2 separate regions of the Anas platyrhynchos genome follow, and region 1 is linked to region 2. A link is a contact called in public Hi-C data. All regions are on one chromosome and are shown on one strand. The core of a region is the stretch at or near the end of the contact, and the rest is flanking DNA. Distances in the headings are between cores, read along the strand shown.

Evidence for each region. Hi-C and Micro-C count contacts between places; a contact is called where the count stands out from the background.
Region 1: a Hi-C map of liver shows a contact between it and region 2, with 4 times the contacts expected there. The contact joins two enhancer-like sites. A contact is called at or near these places in 3 of 8 Hi-C or Micro-C datasets (liver, skeletal muscle and subcutaneous adipose tissue).

Annotation. Positions count from the first base shown.
Region 1 is chr1:14,661,010-14,668,667 of IASCAAS_PekinDuck_T2T, forward strand. All of the region lies in intron 1 of LOC119715581 (a long non-coding RNA gene), which reads right to left. Among named protein-coding and RNA genes, the nearest start is that of NAMPT, 53 kb to the left of the region's middle. Within about 2 kb of position 3,127, at least 1 of the 8 cell types and tissues checked has an H3K27ac peak or open chromatin away from gene starts, as enhancers often do. A contact at or near this core is called in subcutaneous adipose tissue, where this site is marked.
Region 2 is chr1:14,556,126-14,563,252 of IASCAAS_PekinDuck_T2T, forward strand. No RefSeq gene overlaps it. Among named protein-coding and RNA genes, the nearest start is that of SYPL1, 10 kb to the left of the region's middle. Within about 2 kb of position 4,181, at least 3 of the 8 cell types and tissues checked have an H3K27ac peak or open chromatin away from gene starts, as enhancers often do. A contact at or near this core is called in subcutaneous adipose tissue, where this site is marked.

The DNA.
Region 1 (7,658 bases), core at 1,877-4,376, 100 kb after region 2:
CTCTGAGAGTAAATAAAATCCCTGCCTTGTCTTGTTAATAAATGCTAGAATATAGAAATACTGCCAGCTTCACGTGGTTGAACCTCCCTCCTCTTCCTCAGTTACAAGTAAAACTACCTGACCAATTTTGCTGGTAAAACATTTCCTACTGCCTGGGCCACCAAGAGCCACAGATTGTTTTTCTACCTGAATTAAAATTGCGATGTATTATGCAAGCAGTTTAGCAATGGAGAAAGAGCTAGAAGCATATGAGAAATAAAAATAGAGCCCCGCACAGAATACACATGACTTCACATTTTTTTTCTTCAGGATTATAAAAGAACTGGCCCGGCCAGTTGGGTTAGCCAAGATTTAAATCCCTGCGATATTAAAAGACACGGGCATGACACAACTGTTTTTGCATAATGGCTTTTTTTACAAATTTACAAAACATGGGCAACTTTTCCAAATGCTAGCCCTGGCTATTTTTATCATGTGGCTAAACTCTAACTCCACAGGAATGCAGCTCCACAAGAACAGTAGATGTTTTATGGGCAAACACGCATCTGGGAGGCTGTGGACCATTTTACATTTATGGGCCCAGATATTTTCCCCAACAGATGTGGGATTCCCCCTGGGGCAAATTTAAGCCTTCTGACAAGAGTCTTCCCATTTGTTGGTTATTTACCTCCTGCCCTTGGGACTTCATGGGCTGCAGGTTGAAAACTGCCGATTTAAATAGCAAACAACTCAACTGTGCAGAGGGGTCGCTCTGCATTTGTGAAGGGAGAGTATCTCAGAGAAATATCTCAGCCATTCCAGGTTGTGGGGAGTGAAAGGGTAAACTTTGGTGGTTGTGGGGTGGTTATGGGAGGCTCCTTCCCCAGATTTCTTGTTTCAGGGATATTCTGGGATGCAAGGCTGAGGGATTGCAAGACCAGAGAAGAATCCTTCGGGGACAGCACTGGGCAGCCCCAGCACAACCCCTTTGCAGTAAGTCTTCCTCCTTACTGGGATTACATCTGAGCTCTGTGGCCACAGGTACAATTACTTGGTCCTCTTTAGATGCCTTTAGCATAATTGCTGGCCACGACTGGTCACCTCTGCACCTCTCTTGTGACATTGCCTCCTCAGATGCCATCTTTGCCTGCCTTCACTTTCCCAAGCCCAGTGCAAGGGGACTGAGCCCCAATCTGCATCCAGCCCTAGCTTAACTCCTTGCTCCACAAACAAGCCTGCAGTTAGAGCATCATCTGTGACACGATGAACAGCAAATGTGGTGCACCACTGCTCCACCCCAGCTTTTGTACACTGTTGGATTGTGCTGTGACTGAGGTTGGACACCTGGCCAGGGACAGGCCCTGCATGAGGATGCTTTCCAAAAAAATAAATGGAGCCCTTGTCCCCAGGTGTGGGACTGCTGCCCTGCTCTCCACTCGGATTTATGCTGGGGCTGCCAAGCAGGAGGTGCAGTGTGAACATCCAGACAGAGTATCCAGAGCGAACATCCAGAGATCCTTGCTTTGGTGTGAGGGTGCAGCACTGGAGTGACTTCAGGAGAAACCTTCCCTGGGCCTCACCTCAGAAACACTCATTGCAGCTGAACAGCTGGAGGGGAGGCCATGCTCTTCTGCCTGTTTCCTTCTGTGTCTTATCTCACCCTGCATGATGCCAAAACCTGGGAGTACACAATGTTATTGGTCTGCAAGTGGGAGCTGTGTCCAGAAAAAAATGTCAATTGGCCAACATCCTACAGACCATGAAGCAGCTTAGGGAGCCCCAGCCTGCAATACTTGGTTGTTACACAAATTCCAAGAAAGCATTACATGAACTAGATACTTTTGGAATTAGCCTGGTGCTCCCTTTGCCTATCACAAATCCTTTTACTGAAGCATGTGATATAAAGCCTGGCTTTGGGGTCAGAAGCTTTCAGTCTAAGCTGTACGTGCAGGGTTGCACAAGGGGGTGTAGGAGGGAAAGAAGACATTCCAGACACTGATGGTTATTTTTGCTGGCCCCTTCATTTGAAAAGTTTCACCTTAGTGTTATCAGCTCTGGCTTCAAAGTTTTGTTTCGCGGTCACCTCACGCACATTGTTGATTTTCTGTGATCTTTGGTCCTGTAAATATTAACCACTGTCAATCTGTTTGATATGGCTATTGCAGCTCAAGAGGCCAGGTGCTATGAACCTTAGCCTACATAATGCTGCGTGACTTTTGTTCTGCTGGAGCCAGCGAGCATGTTTCAGCCCCTGCGTGATATGAATCACAAGTGAAACCAGAACACCTGTAGACAGAGGTAGTTGTATAACAGCACGGCCAGGTTACACAAGTGCAAAAGGCTCTGCTGAAGTCAAGCAGGGGACTTGCAAGTCCAGGGGCACCACCAGGAACGAGAGGACATTCACCAGCTTATTGCATTATTACTCATTGACTAATGAAAGAGCAAGCGAGAGGCTGCTCTCCAACCATATCCACACTGTGCTCTCTGATATCTGCTGTGCTAGGGTCTGGGGGGAAGCCTGGACCCCGGTGCTGTCCTCACCACCCCATTGCACATGGGACCATGGCTGGGGCACAGAGCCCTGCTGCAGGGCTTGGGGACAGGATGGGCTGTGCTGATGGGGACAGGAGGGACCGCACTGGTGGCATATGCTGGAGGGGAGGCAGAAGTGGTGGGAGGGCAGGAGAAGAGCCCTGCTCCCAGACTTCCTCCCCACTCAGGCTGCAAGTCTGCAGCCCAGGGATTTGCCTAACAGCTGTGAGGGAAAACACACTTTTTTTTTTTTTTTTTTTTTTTTTCCTGGGTATTTGCTTTTGTTTCAGGTCAGTGCAATTTCCACAATGCTGAATTGCTTCCTCCTGTACTGTGCTGCATGCTGTGGGGCAGGAGCATGCCTAGCTGCAGGCTGAGTCCATCTGCCTATGCCCACATCCCATATCTTGCATCCTGCATCCCCTTTCCTGTACCCAGCATCCTGCACCCCACATCAGGCATCCTGCACCCTGCATCCTGCAGACACAGGGACACAGCCCCTTGCCACCAGGTCCAGGCACATTCCCTGCTGGGTTTCCCTTGGAACGAAGTGCCCGGAGGCTTTTGTCCATCCTCCAGTACCCTGCACTGCCGTTTGATGCTCAGAGACTCTTTTTTAAGCAGAAACAGTCCAGATGATTACGTCACAGTTAGTGACTCACCGCTCAAGATCACATTCCTCTAGGTTTTAAAAGGAAAGGATAATCTGATTTTTGAAGCCTGAGCAGCTGCACTGTACACTCCAGATGTGCCCAAATAACTTGTAATAACCCTCTGTGGAGGTTAAGGTAACTCCATTTAAAAGATATTGCTTTCAGGCAGAGAAAAATAAACTTATCCTGGCCAAACAGATGGTAAAGCACTGAGCAAGAAGTGCCAAACCAATTTTCCTTGTGGTAGAGCCCTTGCACAGTGCTGTGAGCTGAGGGACCAGTGCTTTTCAGGCATCACCCATCAAACGCAGCACCACAGGGGTGGTCCAGGCAGCCACCAGGCACGATGGGTCCAGGGTCCCCACTCCTATCAGCTCAGGGTCCCCACACACCTCTGTGTGCCTGCATATTCCAATTTTCTCTCCCACTTGAGCTGAAGGGATAAAGAAAAGCCCTCCATCACCCATCGGGTGCTCGGGGAGAGGTAGCACCCTGCTCCAAGGACCCCTCTCAGGGCTCCCCATCTCCCCTGGGAGACATCCCACATGCCTCCAGCTCCAGGGGGAAGCTCCTTGGGTAACCCACCAGTGAGGCCAGTGGGATGCAGGGTTAGTAGGGATGGAGATGGGCAGGTCTTAGACCAAGTCCTGCTTCTTCTTCACCATGGACCTGTTGTTATTGCTTAAATATTCATCGCTGACAATGCATCCTCTGCCTGCTTGGAGCAGTGTGCCCAAGTCCCAAGGAGCACAAGTGCTGTTCTTCTGCTTTGGTGGCATTTTCCACTCCCTTAGCAAAAGCCTGAGCAATCACAGCAGGGGTGTGTGACAGGAGATCCAGACCTGATTTTTCTACAATAGATGGAAAACCAAAACCAAGCCTGGTGAATCAGCCAGTGCAGAAAGACAAACACACTCATGGCAGTGACGTTTATCCTACTTGGGTCAGTTAATCCTCAACCTACAATGGCTTAAGAACATCTGCTTAGTGACACTCAGGAGTTTGGCAACACTGAATTAAGGTTGAGTTTTCACTTGCTGAGTGTTTTTTACAGGTGTCTTGTTGAAAGATGTGCTACAAGGACAGTGATCTCACAGCAAGAGGCAAGGGATTAGCCCATATGCCCAAGCCATAATTACCACTGCTGGCAGCCCAGCTCATGAATGCAAAATCCTTGGCACATAATGTCCTGGTGCAGAGCAGGTCTGCAGTGCTGAGGTCCCCCTGTGAGCCCCCACCACCTGCACGGTGCTGCTGGCTGGAGCACAGGACACGTGCTGCCTAGGGTTGGTGTGACTGGAGCCAGGTTTTGCAAGATATTGGGGTCTGAGGAAGCCTCAGCATGGCCTGGTGCAGTGGTCCTAAGCAGACCACTGCTGTCTGTGGGCCACTCATGGAGCAACCAATGCATCCATGCACTGCATTTCCCATGTCGAGCTGCAACCCTCAGCCACAGGACAAATTTCTCCATCTGGTTCCTGTCATCAAAAGGGATGTAAAACTGTGTGTGCTATTCTCTCTTTCTTTACAGTGCTAGCTCTAACAAACAGCGTTTAAATGATATTTACATGATACTTTAGAGAGCCCGAGTGCCTTTCTTATGCAGACTTCCAGGCAGCAGCACCTCCTGGTGCAGAACATGAGGCAAGGTCTGCAAGGTCTGTGCAGGCTGGGAGAGGCACGTGCCCAGGAACAGGGCATCCTGCAGGGACAGGGCAGCAGCAGGGCTTCTCAGTGGAAATCTCAGCCAGGACCGGTCCTAGAAACGTCATTTTTCAGAGCTGATGTTGCACTTTGGGTAATAACAATAGTCTCTGGGACACGCTTGCCCGCCATCCTCTGCAGACATGAGCAATGAAACCACCTTTTCTGATTTTCAGTGTGGATGGATGCTCCAGTTTTTAAAAATGAAAGAGATCATGAAGAGCTGTCGCTAAAGAAGGCCCAGCATCTGGCAACCTGCCTCTTCCATAAAGCTTCTAGCATCCACATTCCCTATACCTGGCTTCATGTCTGGTTTATTTTTAGATCAATCCATGCAATGTTAAATCATTTCCCATGCAGAGGTGTTTTATTACTTCACTCCGCTTCCTGCATGATATAAAGGGCAAAACTCAAAACTATGATAAAGCTGATAAATAATAGATAGGATCTTTAGCTGTCACTACTGATCACCTTCTAGAAGCCAGGAAAGCACTCACAAGAGTGTCCTTGATTTGCAGCTCACAAAAGCCTTGCCTTCAAGAAGCTTAAGCCAAAATCAGAAGAGCAACACTGCTAATTACACTGTATGGCTGCTATCATCACTATCAACTGCATCTGCTAGAATGAAATAAAGAATAGAATAGAATAGAATAGAATAGAATAGAATAGAATAGAATAGAATAGAATAGAATAGAATAGAATAGAATAGAATAGAATAGAATGAAAACCCTTCAGAATTTTTGCCAGCAAATGTAAGCACTGCAATGAGATGGTATAAAGGCATTTAAAAAGGCATTTCTGTTCTGTAGCTTAAAGAAGTCTATTCCCAAACCTCTAGCTAGGACATATTACTCATGGTGCTGTCCATGTTTATAACAGGCTGTTGCAGGAGGAGAATAAGGACCCCCAAAAGAATAACGTTTCCGGGTGGAAAAATGTTTTCTCTCAGTTCTGTCATGTGCAATTGCAGAACCGTAGCTCAGAAGACATCTTCCCTCCCTCACCTTGTTTATTTGGTGCAGCTGTCAGGACATGATGACTATTCCCATTTACTGTGCCTCTGCATAGTCAGTCAGTCCATTAGTTTTCCTGGTATCTGTCCAGCTCTTCAGTCTCATGATAAAAGAAACTAAAAATACAGGGCAGCGCAGGCACCACGTTTTGGCAGAGGATCTCAAGGACAAGCTGAGGATCTGGAATGACTTTGGCTCCCCTCTTTTTCTTCCTCACTGTTTCACTTCCTGGCAGAGCGCAATTTGAATCCCCTAAGTTTTACAGTAAAACATCACATCATGTGTACTAATAGATTGTAAGGGAACTGAGGAAGAGCAAAACATCCTAAGGATTTCCACGGCCTGTGTGCCAGAAGAGCTTTTCCTCTTCACAGTTAATTTTATGACCAGGTTCAGGGGAAGACACTCAGATAGTGAAACAAAACTGTCCTGAGTTTCTGGGAAATGAGACTGCTGCTGACAGTCTCCTAGGCTTGCGTGATAACTCAGCACGTCAGACCTCTGCCTCCAGTTCCTCAGTTTCCCAGAACATGCAATGAGCGTCACCTAGGGGGGCAGCTGGACTGCTGAGAGGTTAATTGTGAATGTTAATAAAAGGTTTTAAGATCCCGGGGTAAAAGATGAAATGTATAGAGTTTTAGTCAGCAGATATTTATGCTTTTTGATAGAAATTCTTGTAAAGTAGGTCACAGATGAAAGAGAAGGGAGGTTTTATTCTAATCGCAAAGCTCTTTCAGAATATACTGCACTGGAGGTAAGATGTTTCTAGCCAGATTTCAAACATTCATGCATCGGTGCAGCTTTTATTAAAACACTGCAGTTGAGGGAATTTCTTAGAGCACAACTGTACCGCAGGTAGATGTACTGATTCTGAGTTAGCCAGGGACATAGCTAGAAAAGGCTGAAAATTTTATAACAGAAAGCCATGCATGAGGAAACCACAGTCATGTTGAAACTCTGAATCCCCATGAAACAGGATGATTCCAATGACATTTCATAAGAAAAAATAAGAAAATATGTAAACACCCATTGGAGTAAGGCTGAAAGCTGTATTGTGGCACCCCCAGGAGAGAACATTCTTTTTTCATAGCCTAATAAAAATACGTCAACATTCAAAATATTCACATTCAAAGCATTTCAGCATTCAATATGCAAGGTTTGAATGTGTCAAAGCCTTTTTTTAATTGTGAAGTGATGTCAAGCTGATTCTTTAAATGACTGACCTTCCTGTGAAGAAGACCTGTGTGCTCTTGCAGAGGTCCATGCTCTACAAGTGCACTGCCTCTGCGTGTGTCATGGCTTGTACCACACAGCTCTACACAGTGCCTGGAAAACCAAAGGTGACACTTTAGCTAGGAACGTGCACTACAAGCCTACAGCTGGAAATTAAACACACACAATCATGAGCTTCTTCCCTGAAATGCCACCCAAACCTAGTGCTGCCCAGGGAACTGCATTATTTTTCCATTGTCCTAAGAAACCTTCGGTAGGTATTTCTACCTCACTATCAAAGTACAAAACCTGGATCAGCATCTACTTTGCAAAGTTTTTACAGATTAACTATTTTTTTAAGGGTGTAGGGCAATACAACTCTCTCAGTCAACATGGCTATTGCAGAAAAACCACCTCTGCTGACGGAGGAATGCTGCTGGCACACCTTCACTGCTAGCATGGCCTGAGCCCAAATACCAGGGCTCCTCCCTATGTGTGCCTTACATCACTGAGTTTGGATCAGGCTTTGGACCAGCTTTTAGTGAGCAAACAAGCTCTTTCC
Region 2 (7,127 bases), core at 2,931-5,430:
AGGATCAGTTCATCAAAGACTGCATCCTGTGGGAGGGACCCCATGGCACAGGGGACGAGAGTGACCAAGAAGGAGCGGCAGAGATGAAGTGCTATAGACTGACCACAACCCCCATTCCCCTGTTACCCTGCTCTGCTTGGGGGGAGGAGGTGGAAGAAGGTGGATGGGGGGAAGGCGTTTTTGGTTTCTTTCCTTTGTTTCTCACTTCTCTAGCATGCTAGCAATAAGAAATAAATCTCACTGTCTCCCTACTCTGAGCCTGTTTTGCCCATCATGATAACTGTTGAGCAATCTCCCTGTCCTTATCTCAACCCTTGAGCCCTTTGCATCATGTTTTGTCCCCCTTTCCCTTTGAGGAGGAGGAGTGAGAGAGCAGCCGTGGTGGAATTCAGCTGCCCACCCAGATAAAACTACCACAAATACATATGATCTGTATCTTATGGCAAAGCACACCTCTGTAGTGCTACTAATAACTTACTTTTTGATGAATCCGGAAATCAGAGAACCCCTTCCCTTTCCCCTCTTTCATTTTCTCACACCAGTCTCTGAGAACTAACCTTGTATGTTCACTTTTGGCAGTGCTGGTTAAAAAAAAACACACATTCTTCACTCATGGCTGTCTGCAGAAGTTTGCACTGTCACACATTTGAACTGATCAGGACAAAAGATAAATCCATTATTGTTTTGTATTGTATTTATTTATTTTTGTGCCAAATTGATGCACAAAAGCTTGTGCTGGCACAAAGCAAGGGGCAGTTTTTGGGGAGGAACAAGCAGCTGGGGGCAGGAAATACCTTCTTCTTAGCTACCTTGTTTAGGGAATTTCTCCTTAGCCAAAAACTAAGTGAGAAAAAAACAACCTGCCTGCCACAGGAGAGATCAGGTGTCCCACTGCAACAACAAAACCAGAAGATATTACCCTTTCAGAAGAGTATCATAGGATTGTTCAGAACACAGCGAGTAGGAGAATTGGGCTCCCAAATGTACTGCACTGTCCCAAATGGGACTCAAGATCAGCTCAGATCTATAAACCAGTTTTAAGTTTCAAAGGACCTGTTGTAGCAAACCGACCCTGGAAAGCTTTAGAAACAGCTTTAGGACTTCCCCATTTATCTGATGGATGAATAAAATGCATTATCCACTCTGCATCCTGAATGAGCACTGCTATGCTGCTGTGCAGTTAATGCTGTTACAAAAATTGTTTGCATTTCTAACCAAATCTCATTAGAAGTTTTTGTATAATTAATTATACAAGCAAGCTGAACACATTAGTTTGCTTTATTTTTTTTTAGGGTTCCAGATTTCCCAACTGTTGACAAAGGATGTGTTAATGTCATCATTATGAAGTTCTGTTGTTTACTGTTTTCTTCAGCAAGTAGTAATTTTATTGACTTTGGCAGAGACATCGGTGTTTTGCATGATTTCAATAGATTTTGTGACACAGAGGCATAATAGAAACCAAGATGTTCCAGAGTAAACAGAGCTATTACTACCAGATGGAAATAGTCCTGAAGCATTATTGAACTTGAAAAAAAAACAACAACAACATTTTAAGACAAACATTTTAGGACTCAGCTTAATCATCTTGAAACAATATCTAAGTATAAAATAATATTTTTTGAAAAAACAACAGAAGGTTATAAAGAGTATTAATTTCAGATCTTAGTATTTTATTGCCAGTACAGTATTTAGTATATGCTACTCTTTAAAAGACATGCTGATGCACAAGTTAGTGAGATAACTATACAAAGTAATATGAATCTGGAATGAGATATTTCGGATTATAAAACAAAGAAAGTCAGATAAAGCTCAAAAGTCATTTTGTCAGCAAACTTAAATATATATGAACTTAAAGACAGTAGATGTTGGCTGACCTTACTTGTAGAGCTGCTCAAATTATTAATTGTGAATTTCAGATTAATTCTAAATTTATCCTGGTAACAATAGCTTATGAAATCAGTGGATAATGAGCCCTGACACATGACAGGTTTATAACTCAAATCCGGGTCATGGATGTGAGGCCACGAAATAAAAATTAATCTATTCAACAGTACAAATATTTCTCATTCTAAACTGTGAGAAAGGAAGTCTTGGGTGGAACAACTGTATACAAATACAGATGGCCAAGCAGGTATTATTTGTCTGCCAAATGAGACACAATAGATACTCCTAAAGAGTCTGTTAAGAATTTGGAAGCAATGAAATGCACTGTGTAGACTGTGTGTTTTAGTTCACAAACTGCAAATATACATATGGGTTAAATAAAATGCAAGCAGCAGTGAGAAATAAAGGAAAAAATGAAATAGAGGACATAATGAAATTAAAGGGTTGCTATGTAGTTAATTCAGTTATCATTTGACTGGATTAAATTTTTTAGAAACCAAAACACAACACAAACAAGTCTCGAGCACCCTGTATAAATATAAAAGCCTCTCTCAGTGTCATTAATGCAAGTGCTGCTTAGTGAGAATAGTTCATAAATCCTTAGTGCAAAAGTTCATAGCCCGCAAAATGCAAGGCTGAGCTCTCTTTTTCACGCAAGCCAAGAGTTTGGCAAAGTCCGGCTTCATGTAGAAAAGCAAACTGTACTCTTGGCACTGCAATTTGGGAGCTGCATTTTTAACATCTTCCCTCCAAGACTGCTTCAGCGCTTGACATTTCACAGAAACAAACTGAGTAGGCGCATGGTGACCCCTGCCCTTCTCTTGCTGCTTCCAGAGCCAGGGAATGCATTCAGACACTGCCAATACCTGCCCGCCTGCAAGAGAAGCACGATTTTGGCAGAAAGTGGAGCAAATGAGGATAACAGTCAAGAAAGATGCTGCAATGTTGCCAAATTATCCTAGAACGGTATTGCAGAGAAATCTTAAGAAAAAGCCTATCTTCCTATAGGCTAGCTGAAGGGTCCAGACCTTCAAATACTTGGGCTGTGAAAAAACAAACAAACTGGCCCTCAGAGTAAGGTCATAAAAATCAGATTTCAGATTTGCTTTGGCAATCTTTCCAGTGAAATTAAAAATATACATATTAAAAAATCTTATATTTTTGGAGCCTGATCAGTATCATGAGTGGCAGTACAAACACAACATAAAATATGGAAGAAAACTGTAGTATCCTGAGGTGCTTCAGCTATGGGAAATTAAGCATGGCCAGGTGGCTGTGTGACCTGGTGGGAACTGTCCCTTGACCACCCTCAGTCCTGAAGTATGCCTGGAAAATACATGGGAGCAAGTCCACGTACCCAAATTCCAGTGCTTCAGTGGTTTGCTGGGATGCCCAACAGTGTTCCAGGGCAGGCAGCTCTCCTTGCCACTTTTGACTTTTTCCAAAGAGCATCATTTTTCTGGGAGGGCTGGGGCACCAGCATGCCACAGAGCAAGAAGTTGCCTGGTATTTTCTTCTTCTTCCCTGTTCCTGGGACTTGCATTGGTCTTGCACCTCTCCGGGTGTTTAGGTGCTTATGTGGGTCCTCATAGGACTGATTTCTTCCTTCAGCCATTACCTGCCTTTCTTTCTGCCTCTGTTTTTTTTTTTTTTTTTTTTTTTTTTTTTTTTCCTGTGATCTCTCTCATGCTAATCATTCCCGGGGGAATTTTTCAGTAGACAGAAGATGGAAGGCAGCAAGAGGCTGGCAAGAAGCCAGGTGGGCAGGGCAATAATAATACTGCTGTGTCTGCTCCCAACCCTGCGAGCATCCTGCTGTACAAGGCATTTTAGTTAGCCATTCATCATATTCACAAATGAGCCCTTTGCTCTGAGAATATTTTGTAGAATAGAAAGCCTGGAAGGGAAGTGCAAGTTGCCTAATTATGTGGTAGCTCTGGGGTGTCCTGGTGCCACCGTCTCTGCAATATGTCTTTCAGCAAATATCTGCATGTCACTAGAGCACAGACCATAACATGTGCCTTACCTGTGTACAGCACTTTAAACCTCTGGCTCTGGTGTGCCGCAGGCAATGCCTGGTGTGCTGTCACCTCACCGTCATGGTCTGCTGTACAAGCGTGTGTGTGTGTACATAAAATTTAAACAACCAAACCCAGGAGTCCTGTTTCAGTGCTGGGAAGTGCTATGTTTTGACTAGCTTGCTGGGGAGTTTTTCAGTAGCTGGTTTAATCAGTCTTGCTGCTGGCCTGTTGGCCCCAGGCAGCATTTCAGCAGCGCGTATTACTCCAACATAAAGCTGGAGCAACCTCAGAGGGTCACAGACAGCACACTGTGAGGCTGTCCCGGCTTGGCTGCTGCTGCAAAGGCATAAATCCACTGTTATTTCCTCTCTTCATCCCTTCTGCACTGAGCACACACCGAATCCTGGGCTATACATAGTACCTAATAATTTTACCTTCTCTACACTTTCCTGTTAGCATCCAAGAGAGAGGTTTTGTTGGAGCTCCCTCAAACAGGTACATATAGGCTTGGCACATAACATATTTAGACATAATTTACATTACGCTGTAAATTTCAAGTACCTGATTAAAATGCATATTGTTAAGGGAAGACAGAATTTAGGACCTAAGTGTTTTGACAGAACCTTCTGTGAAATGGAGCTTCATTTGTTTTTTCATTAAGCTCCTATAAATCAAGAATAACTGCTTGGAAGTCATATCCTAAAAAAATGAGTGCAGTTGAGCATCTTCCATGGAAATATAGAGTTTTAGTTGAAGAATTTGGCTTCAATGCAAAAGCATGAGTGTAGAATCAACCTAACACGCGGATGTATACAGAGGAGTGTGTGCCTGTGGGAATGTCCTGCTCTTCTCTGTGTGCGTTACTCAAGAGTCTCACCTATCCTATACTCCCCAAAATTATGATCTCCTGCAATTACATGGATTCAGCCTTTCCTGCCAGCTTTTCTCTGGATCATACATCGTGACAATGGTGGATTCATTTGGATGTACAAAAGAGCTCTTTTTTTTTTTTTTTTTTTTTTTTTTTTTTTTGCCAGTTTACTGGCTGTTCCCCTAGCAAATGGAGTTCCTCACCAAATCACAGAATCACAGAATCTCTAGGTTGGAAGAGACCTCAAGATCATCGAGTCCAACCTCTAACCTAACACTAACAGTACCCCCTAAACCATATCCCTAAGTTCTACATCTAAACGTCTTTTGAATACTTCCAGGGATGGTGACTCCACCACCTCCCTGGGCAGCCCGTTCCAGTGCCTAACAACCCTTTCAGTAAAGAAATTCTTCCTAACATCTAACCTAAAACTCCCCTGAAAAAAATCCACAGAATCATAGAATATCCCGAGTTGGAAAGGACCCACAGGGATCACTGAGTCCAGCTCCTGGCTCCACACAGGACCACCCAAAGTCAGACCATGTGTCTGAGAGCACTGCCCAAATGTTTCTTGAACTCCAGCAGCTCAGTGCTGTGCCCACTGCCCTGGGGAGCCTGTCCCAGTGCCCGACCACCCTCTGGGTGCAGAACCTTTCCCTAAGCCCCAGCCTGACCCTCCCCTGTCCCAGCTCCATGCCGTTCCCTCGGGTCCTGTCGCTGTCCCCAGAGAGCAGAGCTCAGCGCCTGCCCCTCCGCTCCCCTCGTGAGGGAGCTGCAGGCCGCCATGAGGCCTCCCCTCAGCCTGCTCTGCTTGGGGCTGAGCAAACCAAGGGGCCTCAGCTGCTCCACACATTCTTGCCCTCTAGGCCCTTCACCGTCTTTGCAGTCCTCCTTTGGGCACTGTCTATAGTTTTATGTCTTTATATTGAGCTGCCCAAAACTGCACACAGCATCCCATGTGTCTCAACTCATTTGAGGCTGGAAGAAGCCCTTCCATAGCCTTAGGGGCTTTCCCCCTGGTTTTGGGCAGTACCACAGGACAAACTGTGGGGTCAGACAGGCCCCAGAAATGATCCAGTATGGATAGTGTTCGGATGTGTCTGATTGATTTCTGCCCATGTCTTACATGGGAAGTGTAAATGTAAAATTCCCCACACTTCTCTTCACGTGCTCACAGTAGTCTAATTCCTCAGCATTTTTCTTTTAACCTTTTTTTTTTTTTTTTTTTTTTTTTTTTGACAAATGCCCATTGCCGAGCGAGAGGGTTTTAATGGCTTGGCACGGGATTCCAGGCGTGTTGCAGGTCCACCCGCTGAACTGTGACTGAATGTCAGCATGCCGTTAGCTGCCATTTTGTTAGTCCCAGGCTGACCACTTCGCTTCCACGTAGAGCCCTCCATTAACAACCGAGCGTGCTCATCTGACAGCAAGCGGGCCGTCATCACACCACGCTCGCTTCAAGGGCTGGCAGCAGGGATCTGCAGGCAGCGCCTGGCTCAGCCCCAGCCCTGCTGGCTGGAAATGCAGCCGTGGGCTGTCATGTGCCCGCGGCCAGCTCAGGCACGGCAGCGTCCTTTCACTCACAAGACCCTGACATGCCTCCGTCCAAAGAGCTCTGCATAGTTGGCAGCCAGCCTGCTTGTGATTTTCCAGTGGCACGTGTTCAGCGACGGCTGCCGTTAGCTTTGGCAGATGCAAGGAAAACATTTTGTAACCCTGGAAAATCCCCAGCACTCACACACCGACTGACTGCTAAGAGCATCCTCCTCCAGTGGTATCTCCAGGCTGAGAAGCATCAAGGAGAGTCAGCAACAGGCTTGAGCCGTAGAAAAGAAGGAAGAAGGGCAGGGAAAGAAGGAGGAGAAAGCAAGAAGCAATTTTTTTGTCTCTTCAATAATTTCATAATAATATTTCTTATTCAAAGTCTTGAATAGTCAGTAGTTAGCCCTCAAAACCATGCAGCTTTCAAGTCATGCACTTGACTTAAAAATCAGGCTCTTAATACAGCTGAGATTCCTTTCCATTTGTCTTCTGATCCTTTACCTTTAGGAGGTGACATTCTCCAGCTTTTCTCTGCAGTCTCAATGGCTAGAAACTTACATTTAATTGTGAAAGCTGAGATCCTCACTTAATCATATGACTACAGAAGCTGGGGACTTAAGAAGTACATTGTGTACCATGGGACCAGCAATCAGCATGTTGGCAACACTGCAGCATTTCCCTGGAGAGCTCATCCTGCCATGATTAATGTCCCAAAGATAATGTACAAGGTGGCAGATGAGCCAAAGGAGGGATCTAAAGGTCACATTCAGCCCTGTGAGATGAAGCATCACAAGCCTATAGATCACGTA